Regions from separate parts of the Mus musculus genome. Here all the other regions are linked to region 1. Evidence: chromatin contacts called from public promoter capture Hi-C data. All regions are on one chromosome and are shown on one strand. Each heading gives the region's core, a stretch centred on a gene start, on an enhancer-like site or on the middle of the called end of the contact. The rest is flanking DNA. Distances are from core to core; before and after follow the strand shown.

Region 1 (3,055 bases), core at 352-2,851:
AAAGGGGTTGGGAATGGGTGGCTTTTCCAGAACATCCAGATCTTTCATTTTTCTCCTACACCAAGAGAACATAGGACGTCATTTACATAAAACAGAATAGGAAATGTAATTGCTGTCAGGGGAAAGAGCATTGCTCAGGCTAACGTGTACCGCTTGGTGACAAGGCTAACACTCTATAAGTAGGTGTACAGGAAAGAGCAAGGATGTCGTGCCCATGGGTCAAAAATAAAATATGCCAATTACCACAAATAATTCTATACCACCTCCCCCACCCCATCTCACAGAAAAAGAAAAGAAGAAGAAGAAAAGCCTTGGGAGGCATTGACACTCCATTTCCTGTACTTAGGGCTTTCCTGAACACCAACACAGGCTACATCATGATTTATGCAAACATTACCCAGGGGAGTGTGCCATTTCCTGGCTCCTATTAAATTGACAAAATCTGTAAGTTACATCCAGTAAACTCATCCCCAGGATTTTTTTTTTACTCATCACTGCTGGAAGTTATGATTTATTAAATATAGATGTGGTTCATCTCACTTCGAATTTCATTCACAATGTTGCCCACACACAGTCTGCTAATTTTTCAAGTGCTTATAGATACAGAACACCAAGGCAGTCCTTCTGGGAAGGTAAGTCAATAGAATGTGTTAGCAGGAATGTAACGCTAGGCCACTGGGGAGTTATTTTAACTTGACTGAAGTCAGAGCGCTTTGCAAATCCTGACAAAGAAGCAGGAGTGGTATTTAGATGTGCGACTGCAAAAAGCCACGGATTCTTAAGCTCTTCTCGCCTTTTTCTTTCCTAAGTATGACAACTCCAAAGGCACTTAATGCTCATTGCTGTGGAGATGAGAAACCTTGGAAAGCCGCTGCCCTTTCCTGTGGAACATAAAGACGGCTCAAATGTCAACCCCTGCTCTGCCTCTCCCGGGTCCTTGGAAGACTCTATCTACGTGGGAGGTGAACACATTCAAGCTTGGATTTTTGAAGCCTATAGTGTAATAGGAAAAGGGCCACCCAGCAGCTGAATGTGGTCAGTCTGGAGTGAAGCCTTCTGGTTCACCCCAAAGGGCAAAGGTGAGACAGACCGCTCTCCACCACCCCGTGATGCTATTTATAACAGGGCACCTGGAGATCGTGGTGCCCTCCTGACCCCGCGGGATCTGGCTCCAAGGGAATTGTCTTCAGACACTTTCCAAACTTGGTCCGGCTCTGGGCACACACTCACCCCTGGGCCGCCTCCATACCCCAAGAGCGGATTGCTGACCCGGACACCACCACGAAGCTGCCTACCTGTCTATGGCACCGCGGAGGGTCGCATCGGAGGCGGGGGACAGCGCGTGCAGTCCGGGGACCTGCGCCGGGTCCTGGGCGTCTCCCTTGCCCTGGGCAACGCGGCACACCTGCACTGCCAGCGGCGAATCCTGGGCGCCTGCCCGGCCCGCGGCGCTCTGCCCGTCTTGCAGGGACGTGGTCATGGTCGTAGGCCAGGGGTCTAGGGAGTCATCGACCGCGAGGCGAAAGCTACGAAGGGCTGGGGGCGAGCAGAGCCGAGCGGTTGCAGGCAGCGAGCGCCTTGCAGGTGCGGTGGCAGGGCCGCCTGCGCTCACGGCCAGGGCGGCTGGGACGCGGTGGGGCGGGGAGCGGGGGAGGGGCGGGGGCGGAGGAGGAGGGTGGGGACGTAGAGGGTGGGGACCGGGAAGAGCGGTGCTGGGGGGCGGGGAGGATGGAGCGCCAGCCTGGCGGGCCCTGCGCGTAGCCCGGGCACTCGGGGGCGCTGGTGTCACTCTCCTGAAGCGTGGGGACCTCGACCTCAGGCTCCCTAAGTCCCACCGCCGCTTTCCCAAGTGGGTGACCCAGCACAAGGCTGAAAGTCCCGCGGGCCGAGTGCCACTCTGGGCTAGGAGGACCGACCTCCAATCTGCCTGGGTCCAGGCAGAACTGGTCCTTAGACCCTTCCGTGCCAGTAGGGCCACGGGAGATCACCTAAGCTGTGGCTTGATCATCAAGACAGACCCACAGTACTGGCAAACCAGGAGGAAATCTTAGGGCAATGTATTCTCCAGTCCCGCCCCCCACCCCGCGCTCCCTCCCCCACCACCCCTTTCCTTTTCCTCCGTGGCAAGAGATGGAGTAAAGTGAGGAAAAATCAGGGTTGCTGTCTTAGAAAAACTCCTTTGAACTGGTGAGAATTCTCAGTAAAACCTGAATGAATCTCAAGGTGCCTGGGATTATTAATAGAGTTTTTTCCTTGTGTTCGTTCTTTCTTTCTTTCTTTCTTTCTTTCTTTCTTTCTTTCTTTCTTTCTTTCTTTCCTTCTTTCCTTCTTTCCTTCTTTCCTTCTTTCCTTCTTTCCTTCTTTCCTTCTTTCCTTCTTTCTTTCTTTTCTTTTCTTTTTATTTATTTTTTATATTTTTACTTAGTTATTAATTAATTTTTTTTTTTTTTTGGTTTTTGGAGACCAGGGTTTCTCTGTGTAGCCCTGTCTGGCCTGGAACTCACCCTGTAGACCAGGATGGCCTCGAACTCAGAAATCTGCCTGCCTCTGCCTCTGCCTCCCAAGTGCTGGGATTAAAGGCCTGTGCCACCACTGCCCAGTTCTTTTCTTTTTTTAATGAGAGCATCTTTCTCATATTTTCCACATTCTGCCTTGCTCTCCTAACTATTCCATGAATCTACTACTTGCCTCATTTTATACATAAGAATATTAGGGTCCCCAAGCAACCCAGGGCAAGGCCCTGCTTAGCTCTTAGTTAACAGATGCACTCAGGATTCATCCCATAAGCTTCCATGTCAACCTAGGCAATGAAACAGTAGAGGCATTGTGTTCTTCCAGGATGCAGCAACCATACCCTGAAATCCGGACTTCTGTCCCTGCTTTTCATGAAGTATCCTACATCCTGTGCACCGTGGAGGACTTTCAGAGAGTTTACACACTCTTTGTTCTCTGACCAACTTAGATATCATCTGGTCCTGGCACCTGTTTCCCTAAGTCAACCTCCACTTCTTCTGTCCATGGCAAGATAAACATCCCTCCTGAAAAAGTGAGCCAT
Region 2 (3,126 bases), core at 148-2,647, 600 kb after region 1:
TAAATTCAACATATAGTCTCAGTATGTCCAAGTGTGTGTGTGTGTGTGTGTGTGTGTGTGTGTGTGTGTGTGTGTGTGAGAGAGAGAGAGAGAGAGATCAAAACATATTTTAGATAGCTTAATGAAAATGCATGCTATTTACTTCATTGACTTTTATGCTTTATGACGGGCATGCATATTAAAGGAAACATAGGAATTAAAGCACAAAAATACAAGTATATGTACAATGAAAATACAAAAGTAATGCACAAGCTATTTTTCTAGGACAGTCATCCATTCATTATCTGGGAATAATTCGTGTTTCAGGTACGTGTTAAGGATCCAGGCTTATAAAAGTGAGCAAATTGAAGTGACTGTAAAGAAACAAGAATAGATTCAGTGAGGGCAGGGGTATGAGCACAATTCTGGGCACATGCCTAGATTTTGGTTTTAATGTGGAGGTCCTCTGCAAGAGCAGTGAATGATCTTAACCTCTGAGCAATCTTTCTAATAATGAAACGATCATTATTATTTTTTTAAATCGTATTTTACCAAGATTTTATGTCAGCTGGCAGAAAATCTTGGAACACTGCAAGAGAGCGTGTAATTGGCTTTCAGCACCACGGACAGCACCAGAATCTCTGAATTGGTACTTGACCCTGTTTGATGAAGTTGGTTTTGAGAAAAAGACAGCAGATAGACTTTTTAAATTTCAAGTAGTTTGTGACTCAGAACTTCATAAACAATTGTAGAAAATTAAGCACGAAAAAAATAAGTACATAAACTAATATGTATTGAACAGGTCATATACTCAGCAAAACTTTGGTTTTCTAACTTACTTAACAAGTGGGGAACTTTGAATTCTGCTCCTACCCTCCCAATGAGGCCTTGCTTCAGACTATGGTATAGAACAATTATCACATTTCAGATTGCCTATATGGTTCGAGATGTTTCAGAAAGTTTGATTGACCGAGGTTTTTGTCTTTTCATAAATCCATCATTCTGTTAACAACAAGCTTATCTCTTAAGACAATATACTTCCTCACAAAAAGATAACCAATAATGACATGATTAATAATTACAATTAGTTTCATATAGCTCTTTTCCATAATGTTCTGAAAACTCAGATTTCATTTAAACATAATAAAAATAAATCAAACTCCAAATGTTAAACTACATTTTAAAAAACCACAAAGTATAATGACATTTTAGTGTTCAATTTGTAACTAACTAGAATAGTTGAATTAGAGTACATTAGAATTCTGAACTATACACCATTTAATCTTATGTGTTGAATGTTGCTTTGCCAAAGGAACTTGAAATTACAGCGATTCCACTTGTGGCCAGGAGATGGAGCTGTCATGCAAGACGCTCCTCTCCTACATTTATTTATTTATTTATTTATTTATTTTAATTTAGCATGCTGTTTTCTGACAGTGGGTACCATCGAGTGACTGAGTGTCAGAACAGAAAGCTAAGGCAGAAGCAGAGAGGATGCAGTGATCGCCCTGTCTTGGCTTTTTCTCTTTAGTAAGGATATTATTATCGCACATGTGAGATTTTACTTTCTGCTGTAGGCTGAATTCTAGAAACCTGCGTTGGAGACTGGTTATATTCAACACGCACATGGATTCTGTGCTATGAGTACCATTCCCTTTATTTCAGGTAAGCAAGCATGATTCTATTTTTGTTGCATCAGTGAATCACGATTCTGCCAAATGATGGCATTTAAAATAAGATGTGCTTTGTAATGTTGTATGCAGAACTCAAAGGCTCAAATGCTCTAATTCTGGCTGTTCTGCGTTTAAAAACCTTCCTATGCTAAAATGATCACTGGCTGTGCCATGTTGTATTTTCAATGTTTTCTTCGGCTTCTTAGCCTTTCATTTCTGTGGCTGTATTTGTTTAACATCAAAAGATAAAGCTTGCAGAGTGAGGGATGGGCCTTCTTCTCACAAGGGAAATACTGATGTTTAATGCGTTGAACAAATCATAGAGATGTAATGAAGCAGACTAACATGGCAGTGGCTCTGCCAGAGCCCACGGCTGAGCATCCTGGGCACAGTTTTAGAGCTACCTCAGCATCCTGAGCCCAAGGCCTTTTGAACAATTGCTGCTGCTAGGATGTTGGGATTCTTTATGTTTTTGTTTTAACCTTTTAGAACGGTATGCAAGTCACTGCTAGCCCACGAGTGAAGATTGATGTAATGTGTTTAATAGATTCCGAGTGACAGCACTGGACTCCCCCCTCCCCCCTTAGGAGGAGAACAGTGGAAACTAATTAATTGCTGGGGGAAAATGGATTATCCTTATCTGTGAAAAAAAAAAGACAGTGGGCATTTAGAATAGTTCCATTGTGAAAAGTGTTCACATTTTAAACAATTTTAGGTCACGTGATGTTAGCTAAAGAGTAGAATGACTCAGGAGGTGGAAATGGTAACAACCTTCCTTTTTATCCTGGTTCCTATGATTAAAGACTTTCTTTATGATTATCAGTAGAAGCAGAAAATGAAATATAGAAATGTCGTATACAAAAGCCATTGGTTGCCATTTGGCTCAACATTTGGATTGATTTGAATAAATTAAAAAAATAGGAATATTTTTACAAGATTGTTAACTGCTTCACTCTCTCTTGTTGAAAGACGTGTGTGTGTGTGTGTGTGTGTGTGTGTGTGTGTGTGTGTGTGTGGTGTAGGAGGCAGGCAGTGAGGGTGCATGCATTTGAGATGTTTCTATCTCAGTCATCATTTTCCTATAAAAAGGTAGTTATGCTATGTTTGAGGTTGTGAAATCTGTGAGTTTTCGGGATGTTTAGGAATACTGAAAAAATATTATTTGAATATGTAGAATCTATGACGAGTTTTCCGTTATACAGAGTTCAATAAATAGGATGCTATTTAGAATCACAGATTTTTATTTGGCATGTATCCATCTTCCATTTAGAGAAGAGCAACAGTGGCTGAGAGGTTATGTGGGTTTTACATTAAGTGGAATATTACACTCAGAGTTCCTGTTAAATTAAAAGCAGTAGGTAAGACTTAGGACCCTGATTGGCAGGCTTCAAAATCTCCTACAGCAATTATCTCCACTGTTAACATATTCCAGGCCTAATCCAGGTCTACTGATATTGACTCTGGGGGATGTTGG
Region 3 (3,050 bases), core at 299-2,798, 540 kb after region 1:
CCTCCCGATGTCATTTACTGAGTGAGATTGCTTGGTTTGTTCGCCAACATGATGAGAAAATATACTTCAGGTACCCCAAGGTATTTTTTTGTTTGTTTGTTTGTTTTAAGGCCCTTTGTTTAGTACCGACCAAAGCCTGGGTTGATATCACGGGTCTGTATTTCTTGCAGGACACACTGCTCAGAATAGATTAGATGTAATATTTCCATGCAGATTCTCCTCACAAACACTAATGGCTTCATCTTTGTCCTCACAAGAGACATTACACTACCTATTGCACACACACACACACACACACACACACACACACACACACACACACACACACTCACACACACTCACACACACACACACACTCACACATGAGAGAGAGAGAGAGAGAGAGAGAGAGAGAGAGAGAGAGAGAGAGAGAGAGCTTTGTAATCTTAAAAACTTGTCTTTCCACTACTGCCTGTAGGTCTTCTGCTAATGTAGCAGTGTGATCACTGAATGGAACATTATGAGTGTGGTGTAAAACATTTCAGTGACAGGCACAGACTCTACACAATGTAAATTATTCTCATTTGGTCTCAAGTGAGTTTTCCTGGTGATTGGTAGTAATAGTACTGATAATAAAAACCAACCATGAAATGTTCCAGGAAGGAAAGAAACCTACCCAGCTCTCAAGCTTCTGGCTGTTAAAAGGTAACAAAACAGGAGGGTATGGGACATACAGGAATTCATGGATCATTTCACTTTTACCAAATCAAATGTATTTTAATGTTACTCTGGGTGGTCTCTTTCCCTCTATGCTGATAAATTTCTAAGAAAAATAAGAATGTCTAAATAGCCAAACACCCTTATATATTGATATCACTGTCTGTATATGGCTTCTCCAGAGCTTCTAAGTAAATAAAATTAAATTGAATTTAAAAAAAAAATAAAGCACAGAAAAGGTAGCTCCAATCTCACTGAGCATTTAATGATTTAAAGATGCCGAATAGGCGGTGTCGTCCTGAAATCTAGTGGGTTGACATTAAGTCTAACAAAACAGATGTTCTCTCTATACAATGAACCCCAAACATCTGTTTCTTTCACAGACACACACTCCTTAATTCCTAGTCTGTATTGTAAGTCACCATTTCCAGACAGAGGCTGTTTCCTTTGAAAGATAAAGGAATAATAGTAAGCAGTTTACAAATCAAATGATACCTTTAGTTCTTATAATTTACATCTAAACATTAGGCTTTTAAAAATGGCAGCACGGGGAGGATTTTAAAATGAGAAGATGATCTGGTGGCTAGATTCTACGGTGCAAATAATTAAATGTTTTGTCAGCTTACCTGATGGAGAGCCTTAGGAATCACAGCTCAACAAAGGACAGCATCCAAGATGGTTAGAATGGAACGTGCCACCCCCAGTAGTTCTTCAGATTTGGGCCACAGGGATTTGCAAATTACATTCAATTTTTTTTTCTTGCTTTCTCTGTGGATATGAAAACAAAGAGACCTTTCCAGAATCCTTTCTGCTTATGCCTCCGCTTCCTGTTCTGAGATTCACTCTATGATACCCAACATATATCAGAAAACGGCCCTGGAAGGAAAAAAAAAAAAAAAAAAGAAAGAAAAAGAAAAAGCTGGCAGCATTCAACGTGTTACTGCCATCTACTGGCAGACACACGCCATTGCGCAAACGACAAAACACTCCTATTATTCTCCATCTCTTCGGAAGGCAGGAGGCAAACCTGTATGGAAACATTATGAATCATGTAAGGGCCCCACGGTGACAGCAGAGAGATGATGGAGGCGGGGGGGGGGGGTGGTGGGGGGTAACCTAGCTACCACACGAGTGTGCACAGTTAACCTTTCACGCCTCTTTATGTATTTACTTTTTAATTTTCTAGTTGTTTGATTAGGAATCACAGGTTTTCATAAAATCTTCTCTAAGTCTGCTCTTCCAAGATGAGGTCCCCCTCCACACAAGGTGAAAAATCTGGTTTCTTAGAAAATAGTACAACATATATGCAGATGTAAACTTTTCATATTTTTTATTTCTTTCTTTTGTTTTGGTTTTGAAGACAACCTCTGATCTGAATACCTTATTTATTTATTTATTTATTTATTTATTTATTTATTTATTTATTATTTTTTAGGTGTGTGTGGCATATATATGTGCTCCTTTAGGGGGTGTGTATGTGCTCATGAAGGGGCAGCGTAGGTGGGGGTTGACCTCAGGGGTCTTCCGTGATCTACCTCTAGCTCAGCCTTTGAGACATTAGGGCAGCAAATGCTTGCGACATTGAAACAGAATCACGTAGTCAAAGGGAAAATGACTTTTGTGAGTTGAGGGGGCTCTTAACAGCAGTTTTTGGTTTTACTTTTCACATTTAGAGAAAAATTATCTCATTAAACATGGAATTAGACTGAAGCAGCAAACTCCCCGCCTCTGTCCCCACTGCTGGGGTAGAATCAGCACCGTAGCAGGCCTGGTCTTGGACGGTGAGGATTTTTTAAAAAAATTCTTATTGATTCTTTGTGAATTTCACATCATTAGCCCCAATCCTACTCATCTCCCCATCCCTTTGTATCAGCCTTCTGCCCCTGCAACATCTCCCAAAAGAAAGAAAGAGAGAGAGAGAGACAGAGAGAGAGAGAGAGAGAGACAGAGAGACAGAGAGACAGAGAGAGAAAGAAAGAAAGAAAGAAAGAAAGAAAAAGAAAGAAAGAAAGAAAGAAAGAAAGAAAGAAAGAAAGAAAGAAAGAAAGAAAGAAAGAAGATCTCTCACCTTGGAAGCTGAGGTGTGTCATTGCAGTGAGTCATTGGTCTGGTTCGAGGCCTCTGGCTTCTGCTACTCCATCAATCCTGGATCCTCACCGGGACTCCGCTCAGATATCCTGTCGTTGCCCTATAAGGTGGCGATCCTGCAGCTTGGATCTGCAGGACCACCCAGTCCTGCTTCAGCTGTTCATAGGTAGGGTAGATGCTCGAGTGGGTCAATTCAAAGCACGGGATCTGGGCCTGGGTGGTAGCTGAGGTGGTCAGCCCACCGGCTCTCCAGGGCCCATACCGTC
Region 4 (3,060 bases), core at 129-2,628, 820 kb after region 1:
AGCCTACACACACACACACACACACACACACACACACACACACACACCACAAATAAAAAGAAAACAACCATCAATTCATGTCTTCTCAAGGAAGCTTTCTTAGAATATCTCATCAAATGACTGCAATCAGCAGCGAGTTTTACATTTTATATTAAGTGTGTGTGTGTGTGTGTGTGTGTGTGTGTGTGTATGTGTGTTCCCATGCCATGGCACTGGTGTAGATATCTGAGTTCAGTTTTCAAGAAGTCATTGTCTCTTTCTAATACATGGAGCCCGGGGATTAAACTCAGGTTGTCAGGTTTGGGAGCAAGAGCCTTTGCCCACTGAATTCTCTCCCTGATTCAATTAGTAGCGTTTTTAAATACAAAGAATACTGGTTTGCTTTATTAGGGTCTGTTGTTGTTCATTCGTTTAATTAGCTTTCTTGGCTACTTGTGATATCACTGGCCTTTAATCCCAGCACTTAGGAGGCAGAGGCAGGCAGGTCTCTTTTATGTTTGAGGCCAGCCTAGGTAGTTCACTTAGTGAGTTCCAGGCTAGCCACAGCAGCTTAGTGAGACCTCTCTTAAAGCAATTCCTCCCCCCCTCCCCAAAGCTGCATATGAATTTGCTTTGCTGCCTTAAATAAATCTAATCTGATGTTTTCCTCAATTGTTCTTTGATTCATGCTATGCCTTTCAGTTCAGAAGTGAAATGATTTTGCCCAGGGTTATTAGAGCAAAATTAGAGTCCAATTAGCCATTTTGGGGCTTTGCAACCAAGTGGCCGATGCCTCTTTAATCTTTAACAAGCTCCAGTATTCACAAATTAATGCCGCTATCTAAGGAATCGGAAGTTGTACAAACCACACAACTCCAAATTATTTGAATATTCTTCTACTCTGTTTGAAAAATGTGTATTCTGCTGATCTGGCCCCAGAACTATGAATAGAAACACTGCCAAGCAGAGGTTGTCATGTCACCAGTAAGAGATGTCATGCTTGATTCATTTCCCTTGGATCCTTTGAAAAGGCAATATTGATGGTCAGTCTCTTTCTCTGCCTATAACTCAAAACGTGCAATGAGGACGTGTATATGTTTTTTCTACTAAAGGGAAAAAATCAGTAGGGTGAGGGGAAACAGGCGATTTACCTAGGCTTTCCTCGGTGCTTGCTTTGACTTATGGTGGGCAAGGCATAGATTAACCCTGATTTCCTACATCCAAAACAAGACTTTTGACTCCAGCTGGCTGTTGTTTGAAATATTTTTCTTCTCTGTTCTGTCTCTCCATTTTTCATTTTTTTTCCCCACTGCCTTCCTCCCTCTGCTGCAGGGATTTGTCCTCTAAAAGCTCGAGGTGGGAGGGAGCAAGGACTGAGAGCAGGCAGGCGGCAAGAGCTGGAGGACGCCAGGATCTGGCTTTTGTTATTGGTTGGCTGCGGCCTGATGGATGAAGGGCGGAGTGAGCTCTTCTCAGTGTGTTCTGCTGGAGCCCAAGTACAGAGACCATATTTACAGGTAAGAGAAAAAAAAAGACGAAAAGAAATTTATTTTTCTTTTCTTTCTCTCTTTTCTTCTTTCTTCCTTCCTTTCTTTCTTTTTCCCTTCCTTCCTTCTTTCTTTCTTTCTTTTTTTTTTTTAAAGGGAAATGCTCGGTTCTAGTAGAAGCATCTTAGGGAATGTGGGAATCCTAAAGGCGCTTCCCGAAAAACCTGTCCCTCGAGTGACTACGGGAAGCCTAGATGAGCAGCTCTTGGGTTTGCAAAAACCCTTTTCCGATTTAAATACAAAAGGCACAAAACCCTGAGGAACTTGTCTTTTCCGGATTAGCCATCTAAGCAAACGCACAACGGACGGATAAAATCCTGTGTCTTTGTGTGTTTTTATCAGGCTGTGTTCATGGAAACCAAAGGAGGCATGAGCAAAGCTTGATAGATTCCACAGGTCCTGAGAAAATGGAGCCTTCTCAGAACATACTGGATTCAGTATGGGGGTCTTTATATTTAGGACCCAGCAAGGAGCTTATGATTTTTTTGTTTGTTTGTTTATAGTTTCTTTTAGCCTAGACTTTGAATGAACGATCTATGTGCATGCAAACCCTCTTCGTTCTGTGCATCTGGTGCCGAGTAGCTGCAGCATTTGTCAGCAAATGTGAAGCTTCCATGTGGTGATGAAGTAAAGATCTATCGGTAGCTGTCAACATGCACGGGACGGTTTTCCTTTAAAAGCACGGAAGCCTAATTGAGAAAGACGAGACTTTGCTGTGAAAAGTAGGGTCTGACCGACACGTTTCATTTATGCATCAGATACGTCAAGTTAAGAAATTCCACTACACACTGCTGGCAAAAGCCTCACAGCAGTTATGTGTTAGTACGCCTAAAGTTTTGACTTTACTAGCTGCTTATAATGCCTGGCATTAAGTTTTATTTTCTTTTATGAAAACCAGGAAAGATTTTTTTTTAGCAGTACGGACTAAATGTTATATTTATGGTAATAAAGATGGCAAAAATAATTTTATTCCACAACACTAGCTCCTCTGTAGATTATATTTTATAAGATCATTTAAGTCTGAGAGGAACTCATTACCTTTGAGGTCTTAAAAAATAGTACAGTCATGGACACATTGGCATCCAATTAATACCTGTTGACTGGAGTAAAACACAATCATAATAGTGATGTAAATATTTTGCTGCCTTTGAATGAATTAAAACTTACTAAGAATGACTGTAATTTCTAAGAAAATTTGGTCTTATTTTTGCTTTGATTTTGGAAGATGGGTGGTACAACCCTTTGAATAAGATGGTACAAACACAACAAATTCTTAAGAAATTAAACGGGAAGGAAATACTGCTGGATAGTGGGTAAAGATTACTCAAGTTAATGAATATTTCCTTTGAACTTCCTAAACATACTTAATATCTTTAAACAGATATTAAGATCAGATGTTATGTTGATCTCTCCTATGGTTTGTTTTGAACCATTTCTGGTTTTCAAAAATCATGACATCATGCTACAATTTCTCCCTGTTTTTCACTGTTGATGTTTCTCTTTAAAAGTAATTTTTGGTTTTTCAAACAAAACG

The links. Promoter capture Hi-C pulls out the DNA fragments that hold promoters and counts their contacts.
Region 2: a promoter capture Hi-C map of pre-B cells shows a contact between it and region 1, with 5 times the contacts expected there. The contact joins the promoter of Scn2a here to the promoter of Grb14 in region 1. A contact is called at or near these places in 9 of 39 promoter capture datasets (the 3T3-L1 cell line, the C10 cell line, cranial neural crest and 5 more).
Region 3: a contact with region 1 is called in a promoter capture Hi-C map of pre-B cells, with 9 times the contacts expected there. The contact joins the promoter of Scn3a here to the promoter of Grb14 in region 1. A contact is called at or near these places in 8 of 39 promoter capture datasets (the 3T3-L1 cell line, 3T3-L1-derived adipocytes, hippocampal neurons and 3 more), 1 of 15 datasets of contacts at CTCF or cohesin (large pre-B cells), 4 of 484 Hi-C or Micro-C datasets (the N1E-115 cell line, cardiomyocytes, large pre-B cells and 1 more) and 2 of 9 other capture datasets (adipose tissue and liver).
Region 4: a promoter capture Hi-C map of pre-B cells shows a contact between it and region 1, with 4 times the contacts expected there. The contact joins the promoter of Csrnp3 here to the promoter of Grb14 in region 1. A contact is called at or near these places in 2 of 39 promoter capture datasets (hippocampal neurons and pre-B cells).

Annotation. Positions count from the first base shown.
Region 1 is chr2:65,021,165-65,024,219 of GRCm38.p6, forward strand. Grb14 (growth factor receptor bound protein 14) reads right to left here and starts at 1,602. Exons shown (of 14, transcript NM_016719.1): 1 at 1,296-1,602; 2 at 1-55. The coding sequence starts at 1,480.
Region 2 is chr2:65,619,372-65,622,497 of GRCm38.p6, forward strand. Scn2a (sodium channel, voltage-gated, type II, alpha) reads left to right here and starts at 1,398. Exons shown (of 27, transcript NM_001346679.2): 1 at 1,398-1,644.
Region 3 is chr2:65,565,944-65,568,993 of GRCm38.p6, forward strand. Scn3a (sodium channel, voltage-gated, type III, alpha) reads right to left here and starts at 1,549. Exons shown (of 27, transcript NM_001355167.1): 1 at 1,323-1,549. The region is part of intron 2 of Gm34833 (a long non-coding RNA gene); the gene reads left to right.
Region 4 is chr2:65,844,389-65,847,448 of GRCm38.p6, forward strand. It overlaps Csrnp3 (cysteine-serine-rich nuclear protein 3), which reads left to right and starts at 1,379. Exons shown (of 7, transcript NM_153409.5): 1 at 1,379-1,496.